Linked DNA regions of Gossypium hirsutum: region 2 is linked to region 1. The links are chromatin contacts, called in public Hi-C maps. All regions are on one chromosome and are shown on one strand. Each heading gives the region's core, a stretch centred on a gene start, on an enhancer-like site or on the middle of the called end of the contact. The rest is flanking DNA. Distances are from core to core; before and after follow the strand shown.

Region 1 (5,272 bases), core at 925-3,424:
GAAAGACGCTGCATCCCTCAACAGAAATTAACTTGATGTTTTCTTTTCAGTAGGTGTCCCAGAAATTTGTGAAGGACCTGACTCCGATCCCACCACCCCAGTTGTTGCTATAGTTGCAGGGGGTAGTGATTCTGTAGTCGGTGATGTTGTTTTTGCCGTCTCCGATGACGACACAGTTGTTCTTGCTGCTGTCGTAGTTGCTGTAGTCGTTGTTGCTGTTGTCACAGTTGCTGTAGTTGTAGTTGCTGCAAAATTTGTCGGCAGACTTACTGTTGAATGTTGCATTAAAGTTGTCTTGCCATAGATATTATAAACCAAGAGAGAAAGTGACTGGACTATGTAAACATTCTCCGGATATGTAAAATCCTCACCTGTGGGAGTTATTGCCGAAGGCATTGAAGACGGAAGTGATAGGATCCCCTGCTGAGGCAAATAAGGATACTGTAGCATTTGGGGATATTGGACACCAAAACCATGAGCTTGGCTATTTTGTGCATATTGAGCATAAAATGGATAAAAATTATGAAACATTCCGGGTGTCATTGATGCTCCGGCAGTGTAGTAAGGTGAGAACTGTTGACCTCCATACAAACTATAATAGTTCTGCAAAACACCATCAAATTTAGCTAATCAAAGCAATGTCAAAGAAATTGTTGTTATTTTATTTCTAATTTTCAAGCTCTGTTTATAAACACTAACCAAAGGATAATTACTGTCTTGGGAGTATCCCGTATACCTGAAAGTAACCAAGCAGGGAATGAGGATGATGAAAGGAGATAAATGAAGCAATAAAGAGTACTAAAATGCATGTTAAAATAAGAAATGCCATTGAGGCTTAACCAGTTGGGATTCATGCAGGCAATGCCATTGAATTTCATTTCTAAAATAATTGAACTCACCCATAAGCAGAGTATGGAATGGAATATTGACTATTAGGTTGTTGGATGAATGTTGATGAGGAACCATGATAAACAGGCGATGCCATCAACCCAGGTGCTGGTCTAAACCGTCCAGCTCCTGCATTTATTGACTTCATCTTAAATTAAATTGTTTCATAACTCTAGTTTTTAGATCCACTTTTCAGTTTACCAGATCGCATTGACCAATATGAAATGTTTTCCCAATATGGTAAAAAACACATCTTCAGAATGAACAAAGGAAAAAAAAAGGAGGATTTTTTGATCCTTTGAAATATCATTATCAAACAATAACTTTCCTCACCCCAAATATTGAAGTGAATATTCGCCAGGACCATTTAACATATGCATAAAGAGTTGGTATTGAGATAAGGAAATGACATTTCAACAAGAACCAATACAATTAAAAAGAAAAAGAGAGAAAGAAAACCATGTTGTGGTGGTGGACGAGTCTTCTGTGCACCCAATGAAGCAAGATTGCAGTTCGCCCTCCTTCCATCAATGGTAGGAGACGGGTTTTGACATGCTCTCATGGCTGCATCTGGATCCTTAAATGAAACCTGGAAATGGAAAATAAGGATAATCACCTTCTAATTGTCATATGGAATGAATGATATGTATATATACATATTAAGGAAAGGGATGAATAAGCTTACAAAGCCATAGCCCTTGGATCTCCCAGTATTTTTATCTGTAATAACAACAGCTTCAATAATCTCTCCAAATTGCTCAAAATAACGCTTCATGGTATCTCTTTGAGTTTCCCAAGCCAATCCACCAACAAAGATTTTCGTAAAAGTTGTGTCATTGTACTGCCCTGCTCCTGGATTGTTGCTACCACCCACCATCTGAAATTGCCTTTGTTGAGACATGTAAAAAAACACAGAATAATCTCCCAAATAAAAAAGAGAAACAGAGATGAAAGAAAATGGCTAAGAATCCCACAAAAAAAAAAAAACAAAACAAACAACTACCCCAGAAGCCAAATATAGAGTGGTTAAAAAATGGAGAATTCTTTTTTTCAAAAAAAAAAAGTGAACTTTGATATTGGAGAGTCGTTTCTATGGAAGATCACATCAGTGATTAATCAAACCCAAAAGCCTTTTTTTAAAAAAAAAAAATCCCTTTGGCCTTCTTCAAGCACTCGTGCAATCGTGTATCATGTTTTTTTGTTTTCTCGGTGTTGTTTTTTCTTTCTTTTTTGTTGTTGTTGTTCGTTGTTTTAGCTGTTGTTTTTTTTCCTAATGTTATATAACTGCCACTTTTTTTACAGCCACGATAATTTTATTTTATTGTTTGGTTAAATGGGCCTCCGAAAACATAGGAGCCCAATTTACAGTTTCTTTTTTTCCCTTTAAAACCCTTTTCCTCAAAGTCATAGAGAAAACCCTAACAACATATTGATCTCAGAGCGGCGCTGCACAGCTTGCCGATAACCCATCACTCCTATATTCATCTTTCAGGTAAATTCGTTGATTTTTTTCCATTTCTTTTCTTGTTTGTTTCTTGGGAAATTTGAATTTCCTTTCTGTTCTTTTTTCGGTATTGATGTAAATCTTTACGTTGATTGTGTTTTAATTGCTTTATTTATTTATTTATTTGGTTTAATTCTAATAGCATAAACGATGTCTTCGGTTGGCGAAGCTGCTTGCTCTTATGCTGCTTTGATTCTCTATGATGATGGCATCCCCATCACCGTATCCTTTATGCAAATAATTTAGGGTTGTATGATTTATTATTTAATTTTTTTAATTCTTTGATAGGATTATTGGAAAATAGGAATTTGATTATTGTTGTTGAGAGATTCCCAATTTGTATGGGAACATAGGTATTTTTTTTTTTTGGGGGGGGGTTCTTTAACTGTCATTAATAGGCTGAGAAGATTGCCGCGCTAGTTAAAGCTGCCAATGTCTCTGTTGAGTCTTATTGGCCAAGCTTGTTTGCTAAGCTTTTTGAGAAGTGCGACATTGAGAATCTCATAACCAATGTTGGTGCTGCTGCTGGTGGTGCTCCGGTCGCTGCAGCTGCACCTGTTGCAGCTGCTGGTGGAGGCGGTGCTGCTGCTCCTGCTCCTGCAGAGGAAAAGAAGAAGGTGGAATTAAAAATTACGAATAAATAAGTGGATGTGATATCCTTGTCTCTATTATTTCCTTGCACCATTTATACTGATATGTGATTCTTTGGCTATTTGCAGGAGGAACCAGAGGAAGAGAGTGATGATGATATGGGATTCAGTTTGTTTGATTAGGAACTCCTTTTAGTGTGTGATTCAGCCGACTACGGGTTTAGCGTATTAAGTATGACACTAACTCTTTTGAGTTTTATTGATTTTGGTATTTTTCTCTTAATTAGAAGTGTTAATTTAAATGAAGTGACACTGATGAATGCTTCCTTTTTGAATTATAAGTTTGAATTTTCTTATTTATACAAGTATATTTGACCTTTTTTTTTTTGTTTCATTCTTCATTGAGTGTTGAATGGTATTTGCTTTATTCTTTTGCAATGCATGTTTTTGTGTTGGTTTTGATTGTTGGTTCATTATGCTTATAGATGACATCTCTTGATTTGATCCAACTGAAATTATCAGTTGTTGGGAATAGCTATTTGATACGAAGAAATAAACTGTAGTGAATTTCTATATTATCTATTGTAGAGTGGAAAAGTAGGACGAGAAGAAAAAGAGTAGTAAAATGGAAGGGCAGAAAGAAAGAACCGAAAAGCTGAAAGACAATATTTTTCAAATTTTGTTTTCTTTTAATCATATGTTCATTTTGTATTTTTCTACTTTTTCAACTTTCCATCTTTACGATTTTCTTCACCAATATTTCATTCTGATTCTTTCTGGATATTCCTTTAAAAAATACATAAATTTGCTGGATATTACACGCAAAATCTTTTGATTTTAAGTGCTAATCAGAATGATTAGTTATGCAGATCATGGAACCTCTCCAGCAGTTGGATCAAAATCATTTTGGATCCAGCTTTACCCTATACCCGAAACTCGTTTATAGTATAAAAGTGACTTTTAATTGCCAATCACACCATTGATTTAGTACTAGATTGATAGGCATGAAGTTCATGTTTAGACGTTTATGTATATAAATTCCTTCAAACATTTCCATTATAGTTTAATTGGGTCGTTGCATTATGAGGTCACCACCGATGCGGGTTCATTTTGCAAAGACCACACAAAACAGACACCTGAAACAAGTAGAAGCGAAGCGTATTTATCCTGGTCCTTCCTGTAACATGGCCAATTGGGCATCAATTCTCGCAATCTACCTGAATATATGGAGCGTCAGACATCTGTAATATGTTTCAATCATGTAACCATGGAAATGAAGCTAAAAGGGAACACAAGGAAAGCACCGAACCAATGCGTTATAGAACATGAAGATTGAACGGAGATATGACCAGAAATATCTTGCATATCAAGTGTTAAGTTGGCCAATATAGAAAGTGAGGAGAATTATTGGTACCAAGTTACTATATCTCTGTTTCCAACTTGCAAGTAATCGCTGATCAGAACGCTGAAGTCATGAACCCTCTGCCAAGCTGCAGTGAAGGTTGCGATAAAATTAGATACACCGGATACAAAAACAACTAAAACGGATAATATAGATGTCACATATATACATATAAAATTGAAAGTGGTCAAATACGGTCAAGATTAATTGGACTTCAATTATTAAATAAATAAAATTATATATATTAAGGTTATCGGCTAATAAACATACAATTGTCTATATGTTTCTATTCAAGCTTTGCTGAAATCAACAGAGTAAGCTCGCAGTTGAGGGGAAAAAGAAAAAAAGTAAGTTATATAGCTTTTATACTTCAAGAATGGTCCAACTCTGAATCTGTTGGTTCCAAGGAAGGCGTCAGAGTTCCTATTATATGTATATTATGGAAGCAGCCTCTCAGTGACACAAATATAATAAAAATTTTCAGGACATTAATGAAGTGAGTATGTCGTCTCCTCCCAAAACATCTCTATATCAAAACTTGTTTAGTGAATCATCTTTCCATCCCCAGAAAACAAGTAGAGATGTCCTGTCACTGTAAGAACCAGCATCATCTGTACAAGCATGAAAGTCTATTAGCAGATTCCTTTTTATCAAGGAAGAAATAAATTCACAATAAAATCCTAAATAATCCAGTTGCTTATGTGATTAAACAAACTAAGCCATGTATGACTTGGTCACCTGAACCAGAATCCATTTTTGCTGAATCTGGCAATGCAAACGTGGAAGCTAGAAAGGAAAAGGATTCAGAATATCATCGATCTTCTATCCATGTTTAATAAGAACATCGCTCAAACTGATGGGCTTGCAAGCAATGATTACACTGAATCT
Region 2 (5,272 bases), core at 1,902-4,401, 410 kb before region 1:
GAAGTTTCAAAGTAATAGGGATGAATAAAATGGGAATGTATTTCAAAAAGTTGGGTCGATTCAATAGAGAAGCGATCAAAGCAGTGAGAAAATTCACTTATCAAGGAAATACTTTATCAAGGGATGGAAAAACCAAAGAACCATGACGGCCTGATTTAGAGAGCACAACAAAGAAGAAATGTGGAAGAAAAAGAAGATCGTCTAAAAATGGTGGCTGGCTGTGATGATTTTTTTAGGGTTTGTTTTGTGATGAGTTTTATTGGTTTAGGGCTAAGTTTGTTTAGGACAGATTTGGGCTTCTAGGCCTGGACAAAAAAAAAAGAATTTTAGTTAAGTTTTTTATTTTGTTGTTTCTAGAGTGTTCATGCGCCGGGCTACCCGACCCGGCCCGAAGGAACGCCCGAAATGTGGGAGGGTTTAGGCAAAAATATAGGCCCAAAAAAGAGCTTGGACAAAAAAATAAGGCCGGTTTAAAAAATAAGCCGGGCCTCGGGTAAGGTATTTTTAGCCCGGGCCCGGCAAGTCCAGCCCGGCCCGAATTCACTAAAGGACAAAAAAATCTATATTTTTTTATTTTTGAATGTTATTTTTTTGTTGTTTTCTCCCTATTTTGCTACCATTTTACTATTATATTGTTACTATTTTATTGTTATTTTTTGGATATTTTATAAAACTTATTTTCTTGTTAATTTTATTATTATTTTAAAGGCATTTGTTAATTTGTTTATTATCTTAGAGGCATTTACTTGTTAAGTTGCATCTATCTTTATGTTATTTAAGTCTACATATTTTTTAAAATTTATTTTCAATTTGTTGGGAAATATTTATTTTGATGTTTTTAGTATTTTTGATGTATTATATATATTTAAAAATAATATAAAAATAATGTAAAAAATTAATACGGGCGAGCCGGGCCAGGCCCAATAAATGGGCATGATTTTTTAGTTGAGCCCGGCTCGACCCAGCCCATGAACACCTCTAGTTGTTTCTTTGACTACTTTTTAATAAAATCACAGCCCAATATTTCTCAAAAAAAAAAGATGTGTTTGTTTTTAAAATATTTAAATTATATATAATCATGTAATATTTTAATAGAAAATTTAATTATATTAACTATTTGGATATTACGAAGAAAGAGCATGGGTAAGTATCCAAAACCTTTCTTTTTTTCCTTTTTTTTGTGGAAAAAAAGACAGTCTAAAGTGAAAAACTTAAAAAATTACATTAGTGACTCAAAGTAATAACATAATCCGCCTCAATTAAACTTTTAGTTGATTGCGGTGATTCTTCAAACCAATAAATTTTTTTAGAATTAGTCGCCATACACTTGGTTATATGATCAACTATTGTATTTTGCGACCTCGAAATATGACAAACAATGACCTTCCAATTCCAACTCAATAAATGATGGATAAGACGCATTTCAGTGAAATGATAATCTACAGCTCTGCCAGCTAAAATCACTTCAACTAAGAGAGCATTATCACATTCCACTTCCAACAGTCGATAACCTTTCCTTCATGATATAAGGAGGCCTTCAAGTAAGGCTCTTACCTCAATCTTGAAAATTGAATAATTTCTTAACTTCATCGAAAAGCCACCTAACCACTTACCGTCAGCACTTCTAAACACTCCCCTGATGCCTATAAATGAGCTATTTCTCGATACAGCTCCATCCGTATTAAGTTCAACCTATCCTCTAGTCCAAAACCTTTCTTTTATATATAGTTATATAGATATAATAATATAAGTAACTAATTATTCTCTTTTTCCTTGAGAAATATTTTTACTTTTTAATATTATAAACGATAAAAAAAAAACCTGAAATATAAAAAGACACTGATATAGGAGCGCTCAATCCACAAATGTAAAGCCTTGAGCTAATATAAATATAACACGGTTTGATGATAATTACACAAATAATATTTTAAATTTGAATTTTAAAAATAATATATTAAAAGGGTTAATTATAAAGGTCAGAAAATTAATTTTTATTAAATAAGATTTCTTTTTTTTTTTTGAAAATGATATGAAAACTATGTTAATTTTACGAAATATGTGTCAGTCTATTATATATAGCTATTTTAATAACTCCTATTGTATAGTGTAATATAAAGAACGTAATAGAAAAAAAGTATAATATGGTACGGTATGATATTTCTTTAAGTATGGTTGGTTGTTGGTATATAATAATACATTAATGAGTTTTTTCAGTTTTCAATGATTGGGTTAAAAGATGTATAAATTGTGTGTGATGCCAAATAACGAGGAGCCCATACGCATCGTAGTCACTAGACCTGTCGCTATCAATACACGTGCAAGTGGTGCCAAATGTCTGCCCTTTATTCTATCTCTTCACATGTGACGTTTACGATATTTAAACATGTGCTTTTTTAATCTTTTCACTAAAATCTTTACTCTATCTCTTCCTTTAACTTTACTCACAATATTCAAATCAAATTACTATTAATTAAATTAGTTGAATTTTTTAATTATTTAACTGTTAATAAAATTAAAATATTTTTTAATTATTTTTTAAATTAATTCTTTAGATTAACGGAATTAATTAAAACTTATACATTTTATTTTATTGTTAAAATAAATATGAAACATATAAAAAAAATTTTAAGGTTTATTTAATCAGATTAACCGAATTAACCGAATTAATAATAATCTAATACATATAATATATAATATTAGTTATTAAGTTCAATTAATGCGATTAATTATTCAATTTCGAATTAAATTAACCGTTGACCGAAATTCTAAAAAAATTTTAACTGACCTCCGATTGATTAGATCGATTAATCAAATTAGATCGATTCAATCAATTAATTTAATTTTAATCAAAATTTGAACACCAAGTTAGAAACAAATCCCTCTTTCCTTTATGCTGCTAGGATGATTGAGATTAATATGCTAGTTTCTGTTATCGAAAATTCCAGGTTAATAATTCCAACTTGATAACCTAAAATCATTTCACACAGCCAAAATAAACACGAAAAAACTTAACGAGTTAACGTCACAGTCTTACTGTTAAAATGAACAAAGAAAAGTGGACAAAGCTTATAGGTGAGCATGCAGAGGATTTTAGGATCTTGTGGCCCCCACCTTATAAGTTACAAAGCTTATAAACTCCTCCTCCATCCCCCTTTTTTGTCCAATGCACCCCGTATTCTCTTTTGGTTTTTCTTTTCCTTGTAAAATTTAAGATGATTTAATGGCTTATTTGTTGTAAAGAACTTCCAAAATCTCTGCCTTTCAGATTCCCTCGTGTATTGTTTTCCTTCTTTTTGTATCGGTCAGCCATGGAAGAACTTATAATCTCTCCATCTTCATCTTCTTCACTGGTCTATATGACCCAGGAAACTTCACCTTCAACTCTCCAGCAGAGGCTCCAATTTGTGGTACAAAGCCAGCAAATTTGGTGGACATATGCTATATTTTGGCAGACATCAAACGATGAACATGGTCGTTTGTTTTTGTGCTGGGGAGATGGTTATTTTCAAGGCACCACCAAAGGTACGCCTCCAAAATTATTAAGCGCCAACATTTCGTGCCTAGAAAATGAAAGAAGAAAGGAGATGAAAGGAGCCCAAACTCTCATCGGAGATAACCATGAGGTAGATGTGTCGATGATGGACGGCACCACCGGGGTCAGTGATGCTGAATGGTTCTACGTGATGTCATTGTCTCGATCTTTCCCTGCTGGAGAAGGGATTCCAGGCATGGCTCTAAGTACTGGCTCTCTGGTTTGGTTAACCGGTGCTCATGCTTTGCAGTTTTACAACTGTGAAAGAGCTATAGAAGCACAAATGCATGGCATTGAGACGATGGTCTGTATACCAACTTCTTGCGGGGTTCTTGAATTAGGATCCGTAGAAATGATCAGTGAAAATTGGGGTTTAGTCCAACAAGTGAAATCCATTTTCGGAGCTGATCCCATTGACTTGTTACAAAAGCAATCAAGTACAGATCCAACTCTAACCCGACCTTCAATCCCCTTCCTCGACAGAAACATCTCTTTTGCAGACATGGGTATAGTTTCCGGTGTTGAAGAAGAAGAAGAAAATGTAGGTCCTGTTAATGAAACCAAGCAAGAACACCACAACCACCCAACCAAGAAATATTCCACAAAACTTGGGCAATCTTCTTCTGTGGACTCGGAGCATTCTGACACGGATCGCCCATCACTTGCCATGAGTCATTTAGAGCAGAGAACCCCACAGAAACGTGGAAGGAAACCCGGACTTGGACGAGAGACACCGTTGAACCACGTGGAAGCTGAGAGGCAACGCCGTGAGAAGCTGAACCACAGGTTCTACGCCCTCCGAGCCGTAGTCCCGAACGTGTCGCGCATGGACAAAGCATCGCTCTTATCTGACGCTGTCTCATACATCAGTGAGCTAAAAGCGAAAGTCGAAGAACTGGAATCGCAGCTTCAGAGGGAGTGTAAGAAACCTAAGGTAGAAATGGTTGATGTTACGGATAACCAAAGCACAACCACTTCCGTGGAACAGGAAGCAGCAAAGCCTGATAATTCACCATCCCCTGCAACAGCAGGGTGCGTGGGCCTTGAATTTGATATCAAGATCATGGGGAATGATGCAATGATTAGGGTTCAATCAGAGAATATGAACTATCCAGTTACTAGGTTAATGGTTGCCCTTCGTGATCTGGAGTTTCCGATCCATCATGCAAGCATGTCGTGTGTTAACGAGACCATGCTCCAGGATATCGTAGTCAACGTCCCTGATCTTGAACTCAGAAATGAACAAGGCCTCAAATCTACTCTTCTCAGGAGGCTAGACCACTAAGTTTATCTAGTAAGTGTGTGACGTGAACATCTTTTTCAATGCTTTAGTTTCTTCCTACTGTCGCTTTGTTGGTTTGCCAAATCTCACTCTCTTTATTTATTTGTGGTTTGGTTTTGTATTTTGTGTCCTGTGGTTTCCCTTTTTGGGTTTGTTTTCTGCTTTGTCTTGTATAATTAAGAGATAAAATGAGCAAATATGTTTCCAACAATTTGTAATTTGCCCTTTTTTTTTCTTTTTTTTTTTTTTGTTCTTTGCCTGCTTTATTTCATCCGTTTCTTGCTGCCTCCTTTTCACCAATTCCTTCTACGTATTTTTCTTCTTGCTGTTCCCCAGGTCTAAATTGTTCACACTCTTGAATTTTCACCAAAATATCAGCTTTGTGTGCTTGTAAACCTATAAAATGCCTCTATTTCACTCCAAATCAGGTAAATGAAATCATTCCAAGCAACTTCAAA

Evidence for each region. Hi-C and Micro-C count contacts between places; a contact is called where the count stands out from the background.
Region 2: a contact with region 1 is called in a Hi-C map of leaf, with 2.7 times the contacts expected there. The contact joins the promoter of LOC107956486 here to the promoter of LOC107953004 in region 1. A contact is called at or near these places in 3 of 34 Hi-C or Micro-C datasets (callus and leaf).

What each region holds. Positions count from the first base shown.
Region 1 is chrA07:29,135,355-29,140,626 of Gossypium_hirsutum_v2.1, reverse strand. LOC107953004 (RNA-binding protein 24-B) reads right to left here and starts at 2,174. Exons shown (of 6, transcript XM_016888229.2): 1 at 1,574-2,174; 2 at 1,348-1,477; 3 at 900-1,017; 4 at 700-736; 5 at 372-603; 6 at 1-245. The coding sequence starts at 1,789. The coding sequence ends at 28. It overlaps LOC107953005 (60S acidic ribosomal protein P1), which reads left to right and starts at 2,239. Exons shown (of 4, transcript XM_016888231.2): 1 at 2,239-2,380; 2 at 2,535-2,614; 3 at 2,791-3,009; 4 at 3,112-3,338. The coding sequence starts at 2,543. The coding sequence ends at 3,165.
Region 2 is chrA07:29,551,289-29,556,560 of Gossypium_hirsutum_v2.1, reverse strand. It overlaps LOC107956486 (transcription factor MYC2), which reads left to right and starts at 3,151. Exons shown (of 1, transcript XM_016892137.2): 1 at 3,151-5,064. The coding sequence starts at 3,309. The coding sequence ends at 4,817. LOC107952995 (a long non-coding RNA gene) reads right to left here and starts at 236. Exons shown (of 4, transcript XR_005930615.1): 1 at 1-236.